Linked DNA regions of Mus musculus: region 1 is linked to region 2. The links are chromatin contacts, called in public Hi-C maps. All regions are on one chromosome and are shown on one strand. The core of a region is the stretch at or near the end of the contact, and the rest is flanking DNA. Distances in the headings are between cores, read along the strand shown. Region 1 has its middle 61 kb from the start of Gm32810. Region 2 holds the start of Dsel (dermatan sulfate epimerase-like).

Region 1 (4,957 bases), core at 1,598-4,097, 490 kb before region 2:
AGCTATATTAGTGTGACTATATTTTGCATTGAATCAAGAGCTTAGGTTAAAATCAATAAATATGAATGAAATTTGCATACTTGCATACAATTTGTAATTATTTATTTTGACAATCATTAACTACTCTTTAACTAATATGGAACTATAGGTTTATGAAGTATTAAATTAAATATAATGAAATTAAATTTAATTAACTATATCATTAGAATTATACAATCCCATTCACATTAAGCTTTTAAGAAAGGTAGTTTGATTCTTGATTTGTGCTTATTTATTATTTTCTTCATACATCCATATCCATTTATTAAAGTTTAAAACAATTCTTAGTAGACACCAAATATCTCAGGGGCATCATCTATATATTTTATCCAGCTCCAGGTTTATTTATTTGTATAAATAATCTTTGCTCTTTTAATTTGATTAATTTGTGGAGATTCTGTAATACTGTAACATGATTGCTTCTGGGCACTGTCTGGTGAAAGCAAAGAAATTTGTTCTTATATAGTACAGACTAATCAAGCAAATGTTGATAATATTCCTAAATATTAGTATCCAAGTTTTTAAGATAATTACAAGCTCATACATTTGTCTCTAATAAGACATTTGTTACACTAGCATTTCTTTATCTGTTACCTTCATGACAATACAAAGAAATATGTTAACATATGTAGTTTTACTCATTCTAGTATGCATTCTTATGGGATTTTGGATTTTACCTGTATCTTTTTGTAAAAATAAATAAATAAATAAATAAATAAAATAAAGTATTGTAAACTAAAGCACTGTGTTTGTACATACATCAGTTTGTGTAGTCCTCTATGCCCAAAAATTTCATGTCCCAAAATTGTTCAATATACTTATTCTATCTTTTATCATGAATGGATTTTTACCCAGCTACAAACTTTGTTTTCATTAATTTTAATATTTAGTTTGAAGCTTCAACTCAAAAAGAGGAAGTCTCAAAACTTGATTCAGAAATTCAGTGGTAGAGACCAAACGTAATCAAAACCAAATTTTTGTTGGAGGGTGTCTTAGAGGGACAAAAGAGAAGAAGGAATGATGTAATTATACTATAATATTAAAAAGAAGATGAATGATTGAAAGAAAAAGAAATGTACCTGTACTGAGTACTTCACTTTCCCTGATAAATTGGTGTTTTAAAGGGGTTGGCTGTGAACTTCTTCCACCTCCATAGCTCACATCAAAAATAGGTCAGACAGGGATTTGCATGCACCTTCACTTGTTTTTCACACAGCATTGATACACTGAAACATATTTAAAACAAGGCATGTGAGGTGCCAGAGTATCTTTCAGGATAGATTTCTTGAACATCTAACAATATTAAATAATTTTACAAGAAAAAAGTTAAAGTTGTTTTTATCTAGTCATTGCTTCCTTAGATGTTTAATATAACCTACCTATCATTGTGAGCCATGGCATAGATATAATCTAAAAGATTTTCTATCCTGTGAACTAACATTAATTAACATTAATCAAAAGTCTACAGTATTTTTTATCATTAGGTATGGTTGTATTTCAAGGTGAATAAAGAAATGAAACAAAGGGGGGTACATTGAAAAATCATGTTGCTTAATGTTATGTTTAGTCATCTTGATATTGGTATAAAAGCTATTCATAAATCATATTTAAAGAGATAACATATATGAGTTTAGGTTCCTGCTGAATAGAATTTCTGTAACATAATATAGCATGATGTCATAACTACACAAGCAGGGGTTTTGGTTTTGTCTTTGTTTGTTTCTGTTTTTGTTTTTTGTTTTGCTTTGTTTTGTTTTGTTGCTGTTGTTGATTTTACTGTGAGCAAACCTACGACTGAGGGATTTATGGTCCCAATTTCCTGGGACATATGAAATGTTCCAAGACATTATTAATAAAACAAAACATGAGTGTAGCACTTAGATTTCAATACTTGACCACTTTCCATGAAGTTTAAAGCACACTAGTTTAATTTAAATCAGAATGAATTTGGAAACAGAGGGGTGAACACTGAGAAGTTCTTACATGTATATGATCAAGAGATGAAAGCAGTGCAGCTTGATTCACTTAAAAAACAAGATGAAAATGCCATTAATAAATGAGTCTCATAAGTCTTTGGCATTTGAAAGAAGAATTATTATTTTTGGCCATCACCCAATTAAAACTGCTATATTTTTCTTAAAAAGTGGACCAAACGAACATTAAAATTGAGTTTATTCAGAAAATTGCAGAGAAACATCTACCTTGAATTTTTTTTCTTCTTTTCTTTTTTTTAAATGGGGTTTTACTATGTGTCCTTGACTGGCTTGAAAATTCCTACATAGACCAGCTGGCCTAGAACTTGGAAATTCCTTTGCCTTTACATAAGATTGCTGAGGTTAAAGGCTGCTGAACCACACCTGGGAGTAAATTTCTTGTTTTATTTAGTGAAAGAAATAAAGAATTCAGTTATTTTAATCAGAGGTTTATTTGGCAAAGCAAAAGGAAGTTTGTCCTTCAGAGAGAGACTGGGCTGGGCTTCCCCAAAGGAAAATTATTAGTACATTTAGTTTTTGCATTGTGAATGTTTATTAATATTTAACCTAGGTTAAAAGATCAGTACAAGGGCTGAGCAGGCAAATGGAAAAACTACTTTCCAAAAAGTCTAATGATTTTAGTTCTTTTTATTTATTTATTTTTATCATTAACTATGACAGCAAGAAATATGATTTCATTTTATACAACTTACACTTTTACACAAGTAAGGACAGAGGTATTCCAGAATAACAAAAGTCTAGGGCAGATAGCCAGTTGGCCAGTTTTGTTTGCCAAGAAGACAGCCAGTCTTTCTGAAGGTCATGGCAAGTAGAGATAGTGAATTCTAGGTTAAATGAGTCATATTTCTGACAATAGCATACAATCTAGCAGCTTGTACCAGCATCATTGTCTCCAGAATAGCATTTTTCTACTCCGTAAGTCTTTGTGGCAGCACAAGTTATTTACTTAGACCTCTGTCTCATATTCTATGTGCTTCAGGCTTTTTACTCTCTTCTTTCTACACTTTCCTCTCATAGTAGGAGTTTCATGGAAGACAACCTTAAGATCTAGCCCAACTTGACTTTTTTTTTAATTAGATATTTTCTTTATTTCCATTTCTAATGTTATCCCTTTTCCTCATTTCCCCTCAGAAAACTCCCTATGCCATCCTGCCTCCCCCTGCTCAGCAACCTACCCATTCCTGCTTCCTTGTCCTGGCATCCTCCTACATGGGGTATTGAGCGTTCGAGCCTTCACAGGACCTAAGGTCTCTCCTCTCTTTGATGCCCAAATAAGCCAACATCTGCTACATATGTGGCTGGAGCCATGGGTCCCTCCATGTGTACTCTTTGGTTGGTTCATATTGTTGTTCCTCCTATGGGGCTGCAAACCCCCTTCACATCCTTGGGTCCTTTCTCTAGCTCCTCCATTGGGAACCCTGTCCACTGGTTGGTTGTGAGCATCCACTTCTGTTTTTGTCAGGCACTGGCAGAGCCTCTCAGGATACAGCTATATCAGGCTCCTGTCAGCAAGTACTTATTGGCATCCACAATGAGTTCCTCAGAAAATTGGACATAGTACTATCTGAGGGCCCAGCTGTACTACTCCTGGGCATATACACAGGAAATGCTCTAACATGTAATAAGGACACATGCTTCACTATGTCCATTGCAGCCTTATTTATAATAACCAGAAGCTGGAAAGAACCCATATGTCCCTCAACAGAAAAATGGATACAGAAAATGTGCTACATTTATACAATGGAATACTACTCAGCTGTTAAAAACAATACATTCATGAAATTCTTAGGCAAATGGTTGGAACTAGAAAATATCATCCTGAGTGAGGTAACCTACTTACAATAGAACACACATGGTATGTACTCACTAATAAGAGGAGATTAGCCCAGAACCTCGGAATACCCAAGATACAATTCAAAAACCATATGGAGCCAACCAGCAGTATTTCCAATTTAGAAAATTTAAATATGCTATAGTTCTTTTTAATGATAAATGACCATTACATGGGAATTTACATGCTAGTTTCTTAGATTCAGTTGAGATTTTAAATATGGGAACTTGCAAATGCAAGTTGAACTTTCTATCCTTCTTCTTCTGTTCACTTTTCTAGATTCATTTTTGAATTTCAGTTAGGATATTTATAATTTAATCCCTTTACAATCTCTTAAATTATGTCTCAAGGATTACTATGGTATGGCAACTGTATGAACTAAAATTTCCTTATAACTCAAGTTTAAAAATTGCTGGGGAAGGCTTCAATGACAAAATTCTGAAGTCTAGCTGATCCAGGAACTAAGGCTGTAGGAATGTGGTGGCTTCAGCTTTGCCTACTTGACTAGACATTGCCTGAGAGTGATTATTGTATGTATGTATGTATATATGTATGTATGTATGTATGTATGTATATATGTATGTATGTATGTATGTATGTATGTATGTGGCGAAGAAGCATTTAACAGCCACACCTGGAAACTATAATTAATGTGCTGTGCACAAAATACCACATTCCAGGCTAGACTTGTCTGTACAAAGAGACCTACCTCATCTCTACATGAAATTAAACAAATAATTTAAATAACCTGGAATTATGACTCAATGCCCCAGTATAGGAGGATGCCAGGACAAGGAAGCAGGAGTGTGTAGGTTGGTGAGCAGGGGGAGGGGAGATGGCAAAGGGAGTTTTCTGAAGGAATTATGACTGAATTGTAGAACATTTGTGTAGTGGGAACAAGTCCCCTACAGGACAATTTCAATGAAAACATTTAAAATCCTATTTTACTTGATTTCCTCTAACCTGGATTTGCTGGAAACACCCTATATAAATTAGATTGACCTAGACGTCTCCCAACTCATCCTCCAAAGAGCTACAATAATATACTCCCACTGGCATGTGTGGAATTTATGCAGCATTCTAACAGCATTGT
Region 2 (4,855 bases), core at 741-3,240:
AGATTCCTGTTCAAAATGAGTTATCCAGATACCTCATCCTACCATGAGGAGGACTTATTTGCATCCCCACAGCTTATTTTCAGGTATGTATATTGGTGAGAAATAAAAAGACCTCAGTCCCTCTCCTGAGGATTCTGTTAACAGTCAAGTAAAAATGGTCATACTAATAACAATAAATTAGAAAGTACAATAATTGGATGAAATTTATAAAACTTTTCTGACACCTGTTCTTCTTGCGCTAATTATTCCTGACACTGGTGTTCCTCACATTACTGGGCACCATGCAAACACAAGATGAATTTATCTTCTCCACATATTTTCTTTTAAGAAACAGTCTATGTTTCTACCACCTGTTTTATGAACACTGATTTCTTGGGTCTTCTCTGTATAAAATGGAGCCTAATCTCAGTGAGGTCAGGATTCCTTACTCACCCAGAAGAGAAATGGTGTCCTGAGTGTTCTCCAATCTGGGGCCAGGGAGAAAAACACTTCAGATGTTTATGAGAAGTTTGCAAAGAAAACATTTTCTTTCCAATGACTTTTAAGTAAAGGTGATTAAGTTCCCTAAAGCCAAACTGTCAAAAGATCAACTAGTTTCAAACCCAGCCACAGCTCATGCAAAGGTACTTACTATCCACAGGCAGATAGATTTCATGTTGAGTTAAGTAGTGAACCAGGTGAGACAGTAATCCATAGAAAACCTTAGAGACTCATGCAGAGAAAAACATCCTTTTGTTGAAACTGTTTTGGGAAAGTGATGAGGAATTTAATGATACGAATGGAGACTAAGATAAGAAAATTCCATTCAGAGAAAACTGCAGTTGCTACTTGGGAAGGGTTTTGGCGGTAGGATGACTGGACAGACACTGGGAGGAAGGTATAGAATATTTCAATTATTGAGGGGCCAAAGGAAAACTTACTTTAGCTATTAGACCGGGACACAGTTCCAACCAGGGCAAATATAAGAGTAGTTTGTCTATAATTACATGCTCTCAAGTTAACTTTATCAGTTATCTTTTCTTATTATTCTTGTCATTCAAACAACTGCTTTTCCCACCTAAGAATACAGCTGTGCATTTTAGCAAATAATAGGGGTTAGAAGAAAACTGAAGTTTAACTAATCCACATCTAGGGATGAAGTTTAAACCAGTGAACCATGACAGCTCCTTGTATTACTACCTCCAAGTTATTGAGCAGACTATAGGTTGGCCTATGTCCAAGTGTAACCTAAGACTGTGGAAAGTGCTCTGAGTGAGTACAATGTGAACAAAATCTCAGTCTATTCTGCGACTGAATTTCCAAGCTTCAAATTTCACATGCCTATGTGGTGCAGGTTTGAAAGTAAACACAGTAAACAGTTTTCTACTGATTGCTTGTCCCATATTTGCTTCAATCTAGCAGAAACTTTCAATCCGTAGAGATGACTAGTACATTTGGCTATTGAAGTTGTTCCTACTATATTAATCTGGATATTTTGGGTTTGTTTGTCTATGATAGCAATGTCAGCAAGTGTGCCTCAGAATTTCAAAGAAGTGCTTATAGAGTCCTTTTTCAGCTCTTAAGGGTAACTGAATATTCTCCTGCCACAGTCATTACTCATCCCATCCCCCAAGAGTTTCTCTCATCATTTGTAATCACAACTCCTTGTCACGTTTAGATGTTTAACATATGTTTTCTCTCAATATCCAAAAAGTTAGAACACCAGCCTAGACAGATGCAAAGACAAAGGGACTTCCAAACTTCCCTGAAATCCAACTGGGTTGTCTTAGTAGCAGTTGCCAAGCTGACTGAAACACTGCTGCATAGAGTTAAAGCCTGGCCCCGCCCACTGGCAGTGCGCGGGCGGCTCAGGCCTTTCCCTGGCCTCAGCCTTTCTGCGGGGCGCCCCGCCCAGGCCCGCCGGCCGCTAGGCGGGCGTTTTGCTCCTAAGACCCCGCCTCTGGACACGCCTCCCTGGATCAGACCCCGCCCCGCCCTCCAGTACGTGTCGCCTTTTTTCCGCCCTCCGTGGGCTAGGCGGCTCCAGCTAGCTCGGCGGAGCGCCGGTCTAGGCAGCATCAGGCCTTAGGTCACCGTCGCTGCGCTGAAGACAGCGCCTGGAGATCACCCGCCGCCCGCGGGTGGCCTCCCGCCAAGAGAGCCGCGCCGGCCAGCGCCTGGCGTTCCTCCAGGGCGGGTGTGTCTGAGTCTCCATCCCCGAGATCCGGCCCTGAGGAGACTCCGCACCCAGAGGAGCAGCGGAGACTGTGGCGCTGAGGAAAGCACGCGCTCTAGGGAAGCCCCCCACCCCGCCACCCCCCAAGAGTCGGGGCGCTGAGGAGACGACGCCCGAGCTGAGGAGACCCAGCCCGGCCGCTGCCTGTGCAGTCCCTGGCAGCACACGGGCGGAGGCGTGCGGAGCTCTTGGCTTCCGTAGGCCCGCCTCCAAAAAATCCTCAATTGCTTGAACTGGCAGCCTTCGCCTGTGTTGGGGCCCAGCTCCGCTTGAAGATCCTGTTGCAGGCGGCCTGAGGTAAGCCGACTTGGCCATTTAGAGGTCTCTCTAGTCCCCACGTTGCAGCCACAGGTCAGACAGTGGGGACTGGAGCAGAAGGACGATGCGTTCTGAAGAAAGGAATTAAAATATGCAACAGGCGGGTCAAGTCAGGAACTACTAGAAGTGTTTGTTTCCTACAGAGGAGGAGACTTGTCTAAGATCGAAACTTGGTGAGTTTCTTCCAAATCCAAGATGGGCAAAGGATAGGCCTGCTCCTTAAACCTGGGTGTGAACGCCCTCTGGCGGCTCGTGGGGAGGATGTTGACGACAGCCACAGGTGAGCATCTGAGTCAACAGTGCCTTTTTTCTGCCTTCCAACTGCCATTTGTGATTTGTCCAAAAAAAAAGTGACTTGTCTTGTGAAGCTACTTTTTCATTCCTTAAAAGCTAAACTTTGGGCCATAATTTAAAAGGGTCATTTTGACTTTTACCTTTATAACCAAAGTAGCAAGAATATTGTATTCATCTTTATGGTGATTACTTGTGGATAGAAACATGTTTAAATAGCTAAAACAAAACACTGAAATATAACTTGTGTTGTTTCTTCTCTGCCAATATTAACTAGAATCTAAATATGTTTGCAAATATAAGGAAAAAACATTAGAAAAAAGTTAGACTGGAAATATGTTACTTTGATTCTCACATTTCTGTCAAATGACAAAACTACATAAATCATCCCTTTATCTCCACTTTCAGTCTTAGAAATTTGCTTTGTTTTGTTTTTCTCCCAGAGAGGAGTGACACGAAAATGAACAAAAAACAGACTTCAGTGTTGTGAAAGTGGAATTTTCTTACCCACTTGGTGGATGTGGGCATGATTGGAAGAAGAGCATCTAGACATTGAAGAAATTACATTCTTTTACAGGTACAGATAAACTTGATAAAAGGATATTTGGAAACGCTTTAAAAAGACGTTTGAAATGAAGGCAGAAATTTCAGTGTCCCTTATCAACCATGTAGGACTTTGAACATTTGTTCAGAATATTTTCCTCCCCAAAATGGAAGAAAAAACAATTGAGAAATCATTATGCTTCAGACTCTGAGAAAAAAATAATGAAGTCTGCACACTCTGAGAATGACAGTACTTTATCATCTTCTTTTGGGGAACATACAGAAACATACCATTTATGTGTGGTAAGTTAATCACTACAGATGGTTTCTTGTGCTACGTGGTCAAATGGCTTCATTTGAATTTTGGAATTTTAAAAAATTTTTTCTTTTTCACATGTTAATTAGATTTACACACAGGGAGTAAATGTTGGATTTGTTGTATTTTCTGACTAGACCACTGTTTTCTGTGCATTGGAGACATTGGAGGCATTAATATTCCTTGAAATTTTATTTTATTGGAAGCAAACCTGTGCCAGGGACACAGACATGCTATATAATTTCCTAACTTTTCTTGCTTTGAATAAGCTGAATGTCACCTGGATTTCACAGCCTATGAGGTATAGTCTGTTTTTTGTTTTTGTTTTTTTGCTACATCTTTAATATATAATTTACAATAACCAGATAGGAAACACTGTGCTTAACACATATGCCTAAGGAAAAGATCTTCCCCATGGATCATGGCGTTTATGTTTACAGAACATTTACTATTTTTAACATTGATGATGTGTAGTTTTTCTACTTGTGAAGAATCTGTGAGCAATTATTCTGAATGGGCAGTTTTCACAGACGATATACAATGGCTTAAGTCACAGAAAATACAAGATTTCAAACTCAACCGAAGACTTCATCCAAATTTATATTTTGATGCTGGAGATATACAAACATTGAAACAAAAGTCTCGTACAAGCCATTTGCATATTTTTAGAGCTATCAAAAGTGCAGTGACAATTATGCTGTCCAATCCATCATACTACCTACCTCCACCCAAGCATGCTGAGTTTGCTGCCAAGTGGAATGAAATTTATGGTAATAATCTTCCTCCTTTAGCATTGTATTGTTTATTATGCCCAGAAGACAAGGTTGCCTTTGAATTTGTTATGGAATACATGGATCGGATGGTTAGCTACAAAGACTGGCTAGTTGAGAATGCACCAGGGGATGAGGTTCCAGTTGGCCATTCTTTAACAGGTTTTGCCACTGCCTTTGACTTTTTATATAATCTATTAGGTAATCAGCGTAAACAAAAATACCTAGAAAAAATTTGGATTGTTACTGAGGAAATGTATGAATATTCCAAGATTCGATCATGGGGCAAACAACTTCTTCATAACCATCAAGCTACAAATATGATAGCTTTACTCATAGGGGCCTTGGTTACTGGAGTAGATAAAGGATCTAAAGCAAACATATGGAAACAAGTTGTTGTTG

What was found. Hi-C and Micro-C count contacts between places; a contact is called where the count stands out from the background.
Region 1: a Hi-C map of Sertoli cells shows a contact between it and region 2, with 3 times the contacts expected there. The contact joins the enhancer-like site here to the promoter of Dsel in region 2. A contact is called at or near these places in 15 of 39 promoter capture datasets (the 3T3-L1 cell line, the HPC-7 cell line, HPC-7-derived erythroid cells and 10 more), 2 of 484 Hi-C or Micro-C datasets (Sertoli cells and embryonic limb bud) and 7 of 115 datasets of contacts at active chromatin or transcription factors (embryonic hindbrain, embryonic limb bud, embryonic stem cells and 4 more).

Annotation. Positions count from the first base shown.
Region 1 is chr1:112,353,856-112,358,812 of GRCm38.p6, reverse strand. No RefSeq gene overlaps it. Among named protein-coding and RNA genes, the nearest start is that of Gm32810, 61 kb to the left of the region's middle. Within about 2 kb of position 2,847, at least 5 of the 459 cell types and tissues checked have an H3K27ac peak or open chromatin away from gene starts, as enhancers often do. A contact at or near this core is called in Sertoli cells, where this site is marked.
Region 2 is chr1:111,862,053-111,866,907 of GRCm38.p6, reverse strand. It overlaps Dsel (dermatan sulfate epimerase-like), which reads left to right and starts at 1,990. Exons shown (of 2, transcript NM_001081316.1): 1 at 1,990-2,813; 2 at 3,268-4,855. The coding sequence starts at 4,105.